2 separate regions of the Sus scrofa genome follow, and region 1 is linked to region 2. A link is a contact called in public Hi-C data. All regions are on one chromosome and are shown on one strand. Each heading gives the region's core, a stretch centred on a gene start, on an enhancer-like site or on the middle of the called end of the contact. The rest is flanking DNA. Distances are from core to core; before and after follow the strand shown. Region 1 has its middle 31 kb from the start of F11R. Region 2 holds the start of KLHDC9 (kelch domain-containing protein 9).

Evidence for each region. A called contact is a pair of places that touch in the nucleus more often than the background predicts.
Region 1: a contact with region 2 is called in a Hi-C map of fetal liver, with 3 times the contacts expected there. The contact joins the enhancer-like site here to the promoter of KLHDC9 in region 2. A contact is called at or near these places in 1 of 5 promoter capture datasets (liver), 23 of 47 Hi-C or Micro-C datasets (adipose tissue, alveolar macrophages, blood and 13 more) and 1 of 2 datasets of contacts at active chromatin or transcription factors (skeletal muscle).

Annotation. Positions count from the first base shown.
Region 1 is chr4:89,453,753-89,458,089 of Sscrofa11.1, reverse strand. No RefSeq gene overlaps it. Among named protein-coding and RNA genes, the nearest start is that of F11R, 31 kb to the right of the region's middle. Within about 2 kb of position 1,344, at least 8 of the 83 cell types and tissues checked have an H3K27ac peak or open chromatin away from gene starts, as enhancers often do. A contact at or near this core is called in epiblast stem cells and fetal liver, where this site is marked.
Region 2 is chr4:89,343,059-89,347,267 of Sscrofa11.1, reverse strand. KLHDC9 (kelch domain-containing protein 9) reads left to right here and starts at 2,476. Exons shown (of 5, transcript XR_001308309.2): 1 at 2,476-3,025; 2 at 3,320-3,449.

The sequences.
Region 1 (4,337 bases), core at 95-2,594, 110 kb before region 2:
AAAACTGGATCCTCAACCCACGAGCAAGACTTGGAATCGAACCTGCATCCTCGAGGATACTAGTAGGATTCGTTTTGGCAGCATCACAAGGGGAAATGATGATGTAAGGATAATTTTGAGCTAGTTACTTTTTTAAAACAGCAGATACTGGAAAAGCTCAGAAAACCAAATAGAAGTTACCCTTTGTAAGAATTTACATGTATCAAGGAAATCTCCACTTGGAAGGATGTCTTCCTCTCGGTACCAGGAAGAGGAGTATTGAAACCGGGCAGGGCCCTCTGGGGTTCCTGGGCACAAAAACCTATGTCCCCCACTGCTTTTTAGGAAATAGGTCTCATTCAATCTCCTGGATCTTGCCTGAATTCAAACAGTTGCTAATCAGGGAAGGGAGGGGGATGTAGAAACCGGGGAGGAGCAGTCAAGAGACAATAGTACAGCCTTGGGGCAGGGTCCTGGTCCCTCCTCAAGGAATATACATAACAATATTTTTGAGTTCTTCTGCAGCACTAAACCCCCCAACAAATGGAAGTTGTTAATGAAGCATTCTTCATTCCAGGAAGAAGGACCCCCAGAACCGGTCTTGGTACCACTTAACACCAGCTTTGAAAAACTGTGAAACTTGCATCTACCTGATCCTCATCTGTGGCCCTATTTGTCAATCCCAAATTATAAAACCATCTCCTATTCTCTCCCAAGATGAGGGGTGGGGGGAAACAGGGCACAGTTTTTAGGGCATTAGCCTGCTGTGACCCTCCTTTGCCCGGCAAATGAATAAAGCTTTTTTTTTTTTTCCTCCTTCACCCAAAACTCTTGTCTCCAAGTTTCTATTCGGTACCAGTGGACAGAGGCCGAATTTCAGCAACATTATGACCAAATCTCTAAAAACTTCTTATCAATGGAGAAGGCATGGGCTTAAATCCGAATAAGAACCTTACTGTGCTTTGCTAGAAAACTTCTAATAACTCTCTCTCCCCCACCACAACCTCCTAACATTTTATGTCTTTAGCTAGAGATAGTATTTAAGGACGGTGCTTCGACCACTTTGGGGAGTCACTCAGTTTTCCTGGATGACTTTCCAGGGGCACTGAAGGTATACATGTTATTAAACTTCTGTGTTTTTTGCCTGTTAATCTTTTTATTGTTGGCAGTGTGGGTGTGTCTTCATCCAAGAACTTGCAATGGTATAAGTAAATTTTTTTTCTACCTTATACAAGCTTTGTTTAAATTTCGCCAATCTGATGAATCAAGTTAACTACTTTTAATTCCCAGTGCTTAACTCTAGTTCCAGGAAATCATGCTTGTAACATCGTATCACGATAGGAAGAGCCATGGCCGCAGGGTCTGGCTCCACCTGGTGGTAGCATATCTAGTTGCAGGAAAAGTCCCTTTTCTTCAGGGCTTTTTGTGCCTTTGCACTTTTGCTTCTCTCTTAAATTTCCTGCCCCTTCCTCCCTAATGTGAAAAACCTACATTCTAACCTCTTTTGTACTGACTACAGCATGTGCCATTCTCCGAACTTTCTGAGTTAAATGAATACTAAAACAACCCGCACCCACATAGTTTATTGTTTACACTAACCTGAATTTAATGTGAAGTCTACATTAACAAGACTTTACTGGAGTTCCTGCTGCGGCTCAGCAGGTTTAAGGACCCAATGTTGGGTCACCACGGGAAATCCTCTCTGTCCCTTGTTAATCTGTCTTTTGTCAGTCTCATGTACAGAGTCTCAGCAGGAGAACCTAGAAGGGTAGTGGGGAAAATGTGTTTTTTTCCTCCTACAACAGACTTCGGGTGTTCTGTGTGCCATTTTAGGTGAGGAATTGAGGCAGGAAGCAGTTAAGGGCCTGCAGAATTAGAGATCACAGATTCCTAGGAATGTTGCCAAAACATAGGTGGGAAAAGGTGAGAGAAAGAGAGAAGCCTGGGATCTGAGACGTTGTCTTTGCTCCTCCTTTATTCCCCAGCCACACTGCCCTTGCCAAACTCCTTCCAGGGCGGTGTCAACTAAAAGAGACACAACCTGAAAGTTGAGAGTTAAATTTTATTTGGGGTAAAATTAGGATTTAAGCCTGGGAGTTAGCCCAGAGAAACTGTTCCGAGGAGCTAAGGTAGGAGCTAGGATACATAGGAGTTTTTGCAACAAAGGGCTGGGAACAGGAACAAAAGAGCCCTGGGCTCACTGAAATCATTCCTTTGATATGCACCTCCGCTGTCAGGGCCAGCATCCTGAGTTTTCACAGCCTGCAGGACTCACCGGCTCTCACCCTGGTAGGTGACTGCATTCACAGATGACGGTATATACTTGGGGGGTATTCAGACTGGGCTGAAATACCACCCAAGGTGCAAAGGGGGAAATATCAGGATCTGATAAAGGTGAGGGGGAGGTGTATGCAGCATACACACATCTTACAAAAATTTGTTGCTGGTCTCCTGAAGTTTACTACCAGTCACAAGCAGATGTCACCCTGAAGGATTTTAGTGTTTTTCTAGATATGAGGAGATGCAAGAACTGGGCACATGAAATCTCCTAAAAATGTTCTTCCAGTTTTCCCAGAGCAGAATGCCTTGCTCCTGCTGTTCACCCTGAGCTCTGCTCAGGGGCTGTCATGGGTTGGCAGCTGCAGTGGCTCATAATTTAATCCATGTAGAGGTTGATGGCAAGTGCCAAGCATTCACAGCGGGACAAAGGGAACTCATTCTTGGAGTTCCTGTCATGGCTCAGTGGTTAATGAAATCTGGCTAGGAACCATGAGGTTTGCGGGCTCGATCCCTGGCCTTGCTCAGTGGGTTAAGGATCCAGTGTTGCCGTGAGCTGTGGTGTAGATTGCAGATGCGGCTCGGATCCCACGTTGCTGTGGCTCTGGCGTAGGCTGGCGGCTACAGCTCCAATTAGACCCCTAGCCTAGGAACCTCCATATGCCACGGAAATGGCCCAAGAAATGGCAAAAAGACAAAATAAAAAAAGGGAACTCTTTCTTGGCAGTCAGCCTTTACTGTGTAGGGCAATGTCTCTCTGAGGAAGGTGTCAATACTCCTCCTTGGCCACTCAATTCCTTAAACCCTGAGCTGGGTTCAGAGGTAGGAAGAGAACTGAACCAGGGAGTCCAGCCCCCTGGAAAGGACTAAGAACTCCAGAGGGGAGTAAATGAGGCTACTTCATTCTCTTCTCGGTGGGTGATATACCCTGCTCCACTGTCTCCACTGCCCACAGCCCAGGAACAAAATGCTTGTGGTACCAACATTTAAAAATCCAGTTCCTGTCATGGTTCAGCAATAATGAACCTGACTAGTATCCACGAGGACACGTGTTCGATCCCTGGCCTTGCTCAGTGAGTTAAGGATGTGACGTTGCTGTGGCTGCGGCAAAGGCTGGCAGCTGTAGCTCCAGTTCTATCCCTAGCCTGGGAACTTCCATATGCCATGGGTGAGGCCCTAAAGAGCAAAAACAAAAACAAACAAAACAAGAGGTAATACGGCTGGTGACAGCTGACATAGCAGTTCCTCAGTTATCTTGACTTATTCAGATTTGGGGACATATACCTATTCACCATTTTTTTTTTCCTTGTCCTTTTTTGGGTCCACACTTCTGGCATATGGAAATTCACAGGTTAGGGATCAAATTGGAGCTGCAGCTGCTGGCCTAAGCCACAGCCAGAGCAATGCCAGATCCAAGCCACATCTGCGACCTACACCACAGCTCAGGGCAACAACAGATCCTTAAACCACTGAGTGAGACCAGGGATCAAACCCCAGTCCTCATATATACTAGTAGAGTTCGTAACCCGCTAAGCCACAAGGGAAACTCCCCAGTCACCATTTATTGCTTGGAATGATGCACCAGACACCAGGCACATACAATGACAAGTTCTCCACCCTCAAAGAAGTTGGTGACATCAGTCAAGGAGCTATAATCATTACTGAAAATGACTTAATTTTCCATGCAGTTTAAGAATCAGCTAGAAAGAGAAACTAGATCTATGTTTTGTTCTAAAGTAGTGGGGGAGTTCCCGTTGTGGCTCAGCGGAAATGAATCTGACTAGCATCCATGAGGACTTGAGTTCGATCCCTGGCCTCACTCAGTGGGTTAAGGATCTGGCGTTGCCAGATGTGGTTGCAGAGGTGGCTCGGATCTCGAGTTGTTGTGACTGTGGTGTAGGGCAGTGGCTACAGCTCTGATTGGGTCCCCACCCTAGGAGCCCCCATACACCGAAGGTGCAGCCCTAAAAGGGCAAAAGATTAAAAAAATAAAATAAAATAGTGGTGGAGTTCCTCTGTGGCACAGTGGGTTAAGGATCTGGTGTGGTCACCGCAGCCGCTCAGGTTGCAGTTGTAGCACG
Region 2 (4,209 bases), core at 1,227-3,726:
TCTGACCAAGACCCCTAGGGCCCAATAGTTGGCTTTCTGTGCGTAATGAACAATGCTGAGAACCAGAGATGATTCCAGGGTCAGAAGATGGGGTTAAGGGAAGGAGAAAATTGATTAAGAGTTTTGTGAAGGTTTGAAACAAGGGGGTGTAGATTTGGGGTTGGGGCAGACATCTAAGACTAGGAAGCTGATGGATTTCCCGTTGCGGCTCAGTAGGTTAAGAACCTGACCAGTATCCATGAGGATTCAGGTTTGATCCCTGGCCTCACTCGGTGGATTAAGAATCTGGCGTTGCCATAAGTTGCAGCGTAGGTCACAGATGCAGCTCATATCCCACACTGTTGTGGCTGTGATGTAGGCCAGCATACCCCTGTGCTGCAGCTCTGGTTCAACTCCTAGACCGGGAACTTCCATATGCCGCAGGTGCAGACCTAAAAAAAAAAAAAAAAAGACAAGGAAGCTGAGCTGTAGGGATCTTTGCTCACCAAAAACAGCTAACCAAGGACACCAAATTCGTAGGATCACGTCAAGATTCTGAGACTTTCAGGATTGTCTGCCCCACCCCCACTCCTGGACAGAGGCTGTCCCTGGACATTATTATTAAGTGAACTCAGGTCCAGAGAAGGAGGAGCCCTTGTTGCTCTATCTCCCTATCTCTCACAATTCTTCTTCACTTTATCTTAACATCCTTTCAGTTTTCTATCATTTACAGGGTCGTCATAGACCACTTTAGATGCCTCCCTGGGGTGTCAAGTATGTGTCAGACAAGTGCAAATTGGCTTTTCTTTCTTTCTCTCTCTCTCTTCTCTTTCCCCTTTTCCTCTTCCCTCCCTTCCCCCAGTTTCTGCCTCTTTCCAAATACAGCTTGATTCAGACTAACCAGGGGAGGTAGGCATCCTCCCTTTAGGTGTCTGGGGCAGCAATGGATAGACACCTCTAGTTACTACATGGAACTAGAGGAGGTGCAGAACTAAGGAGGCGGGGAGGGGATATAGCCAAGGAGTATGAGAGATTCTGGCTCCATGTCCAAGTGAGATGCCAACTGCTAAGGACTCAGAGTCAGAGTTGAAGCTCAGGGGAGAAGGAAAACACAGCTGGAAGAGAAGAGCTGGAAAGGCCCCTGGGGTGGGGAGTTTCCTGTTCTCTCCCAGAGAGGCAGAAAATGAGTCTGGCAGAACAGCCAAAGACTTAAGCAAAAGCAAGAGCCTAAAATGGGCATATAGGCCAATACGATTTAAGCAAAATGACACTATCCCTCCAGGCAGCTCCTTGCCTAAATGGTAGGAGTGTGACAGATCTGAATCCAGCTGCTGTGAGGTCAGCCAGTCAGGAGCCCTAGGGAAAAGACTGGCTTTCAGATTTCAGTCAAGGATATTAGAAGTTAGGGATTTGTGGGAGTTCCCGTCGTGGCTCAGTGGTTAATGAATCCAACTACTATCCATGAGGACTCGGCTTCCATTCCTGGCTTTGCTCAGTGGGTTAAGGATCCTGCATTGCCCTGAACTGTGGTGTAGGTTGTATAGGTTGCAGATGTGGTTCGGATCCCCAGTTGCTGTGGCTCTGGCGTAGGCCAGAGGCTGCAGCTCCAACTGGACCCCTAGCCTGGGAACCTCCATATGCCATGGGTGTGGCCCTAAAAAGACAAAAAAACAAACAAACAAAAAAACAACTTAGTGATTTGTTACCATGATCTGGAAAACTGAAGATGCTCTTTGTCAGACCCAGGAAATTGAAGATGCTATAGTTGGGTGGGCAGAGACTTTGAAAGCTACTATTGAGTCACAGCTTTAAGGTATACATGAGGAACAGGTCCTGGTACCTTCCAGTCTCTCTAACCGGGCCTTACTATCCACACCCTCCTCAGGCTGTTTTCTCTAAGGACCAGGAGTTAAGATCAGGAGCAGAAAGAGCCCAGCTGTGCTGTCAGATCCCTGAGTTACATGTCCATCTCCACAGCAGCCCTAGCCACTCTCCATGGCCTCAGTTTCTTAGGCATGCTGAGGATCAAGTTGCTGTATAGAAACCCAAGGCAAAATTAAGTAGTCACAGGAAACTATAAACAAAACAAAAACACCTACGGATTGGGAGAAAATATTGCAAATGATGTGACCGACAAGGGCTTAATTTTCAAAATATACAAACAGCTCATACAACTCAACAACAACAACAACAAAGTCAGCAGTCATCACTCCCATTAACAGCCCAGCCCTGGGGAACACCGTCCTGTTTCTGTCGGGAGCAGAAATCTGTCTGCATTTTCACCTATAGCTAATATTAGCCAGCTTGGATCTGGGCCTCTTCATTCTTCACAGGGTCTTGGAAGGACAGAGTTAAGAAGCAGCTCAGGAACCTGGCTGAAAAAAAAGGAAGATACTAGGGAGGGGCAGGAGTATGGTTTTCTCACTCCTCCCCCACATCATCCACAACCAGCTTTTAAGGCTGGGCAGCTTCTGCCCTGGATCTTATCAGGAGAAACTCTCTGTCCTTAATTCTGAGTTCCAGATGCTACAGTACCTGTATCCTTGTGCTGTGTGAACCTATGAGACAAGACGAAATAAGGAATTACTTTTCTTTTGACTCAATACTGAAAAGTTCTCCAAGGCTCAAGTATGCCTGAGGTATTTCCCCCCAATCCAATCTCCCTCCCCAACACACACAAATAAACACAATGTGCCCTGAGAGACTGAGTTCTACTACCCCCTAGTGGCCAGAGAGGAAAGGACTGTCCCACCCAGTCAATCAGGACCTTCCTGCCTTTTCCGCGCAGTGGAAGACTCCTAAGGAAAAACCCAATAGCATATTTGGGGCCGACGGCTGGGAGGAATTCCTGGGCCAGGGACCCAACCCGCGTCACAGCAGCAATCTGAGCCACAGCAGTGACAACGCCGGCTCCTTAACCCGCTGAGCCACCAGAGAACTCCCCGACGGCACATTTTATAAATGAGAAAAAGAGGCCTGGAGGAAAACAATCACTTGAGGAATAAGGATATAGTTGGAACCAGAACCCAAGTTTCCTGACTCTCAGGTCAGTGCTTAGTCCACTTCTTACTCTGACTTTAGGTTCCTGTTCCTACCTCGCCCCCGGGGACATCAATATGAATTAGAAAAACGTCAAAAGGACGTTCACCCCCTGCGGAACAACACCTGCACCTCAAACATCATAATCGCAAGTGAATTCGCAGTTTAGATAATAGGAGTCCTTCTGAGGAACAGACTGCCCTCTGATTTTCTGAGTTTAACAATTTTTCAAGATTTTATTGACCTCACACAGCTCCCGTAGCCATGGTGACAACAGAATCTGATTCCTGTGGCTACCTAGGTCTCCTGTTTCCACGGTAACCGGTGCTTTCCGACCTTCAGTTTGCAGCGGTCGCGCTGCAGCCACCGCCGTTGTTGCTGGGCGACGGTGGAAAAAAGCTGGTGTCTTGAGGTGGGGATCCGGGCTTCCGGTAGGAGCGGTTTGAGGGAAGCTTGGACTCCCATGTAGGGGCGCGGGACAGCGGGCCCAGCAGCCCAACCTCCCCGGGCCCATGGCGGGGGTAGGGGGTGGGGCAGGGGGCTCGGGCTGGACCTGGCGGCCAGTGGCGCGGGACCCGCTGCTGGCGCGGGCCTTCCATTCATGCACCGAACTGCGGGGACGGTTCTATCTGGTGGGGGGTCTCCTAGCCGGGGGAGCAAGAGAGCCGAGCAGTGATACGGTGGTGTTCGACCCTGCTAGGGGTCAGGCGGTGCAGGTGCGAGCCCCGGGCGGACCGAGGCGCAGCCATCATGACGCTGCACCGGTGGGCGGGCGCTGGCTTTGTGTGGTGGGCGGCTGGGACGGGTCGCGCCGCCTGGCCACAGTGGCCGCTCTGGACACAGAGCAGGGTGTGTGGGAGGTGTGGAACGCCGCCCCCGGCAACCGCCCCCCTGCCGGCCTCAGTAGTCACACCTGTACCAGCCTCTCCGACCGAGAGCTGAGGGTGGCAGGCAGGGAGGGAGGGACCCGCACTCAGCGCCGCTATGGAAGCATCTACACGCTAAGGCTGGATCCTGGCGCCCGCACCTATTGGTATGACACCACTTGCCCCCAAACCTTCCATCCTCCCTTCATCTATACTCTGGAAAAACCAAATTTGCAGGCAGTTTATCTACATCCTCACCCTAGCCCCTTCTTCCCCGGGAATTCTCCAAGTCTAAGACCCTGAACTTTTATCACTATTACCCCCC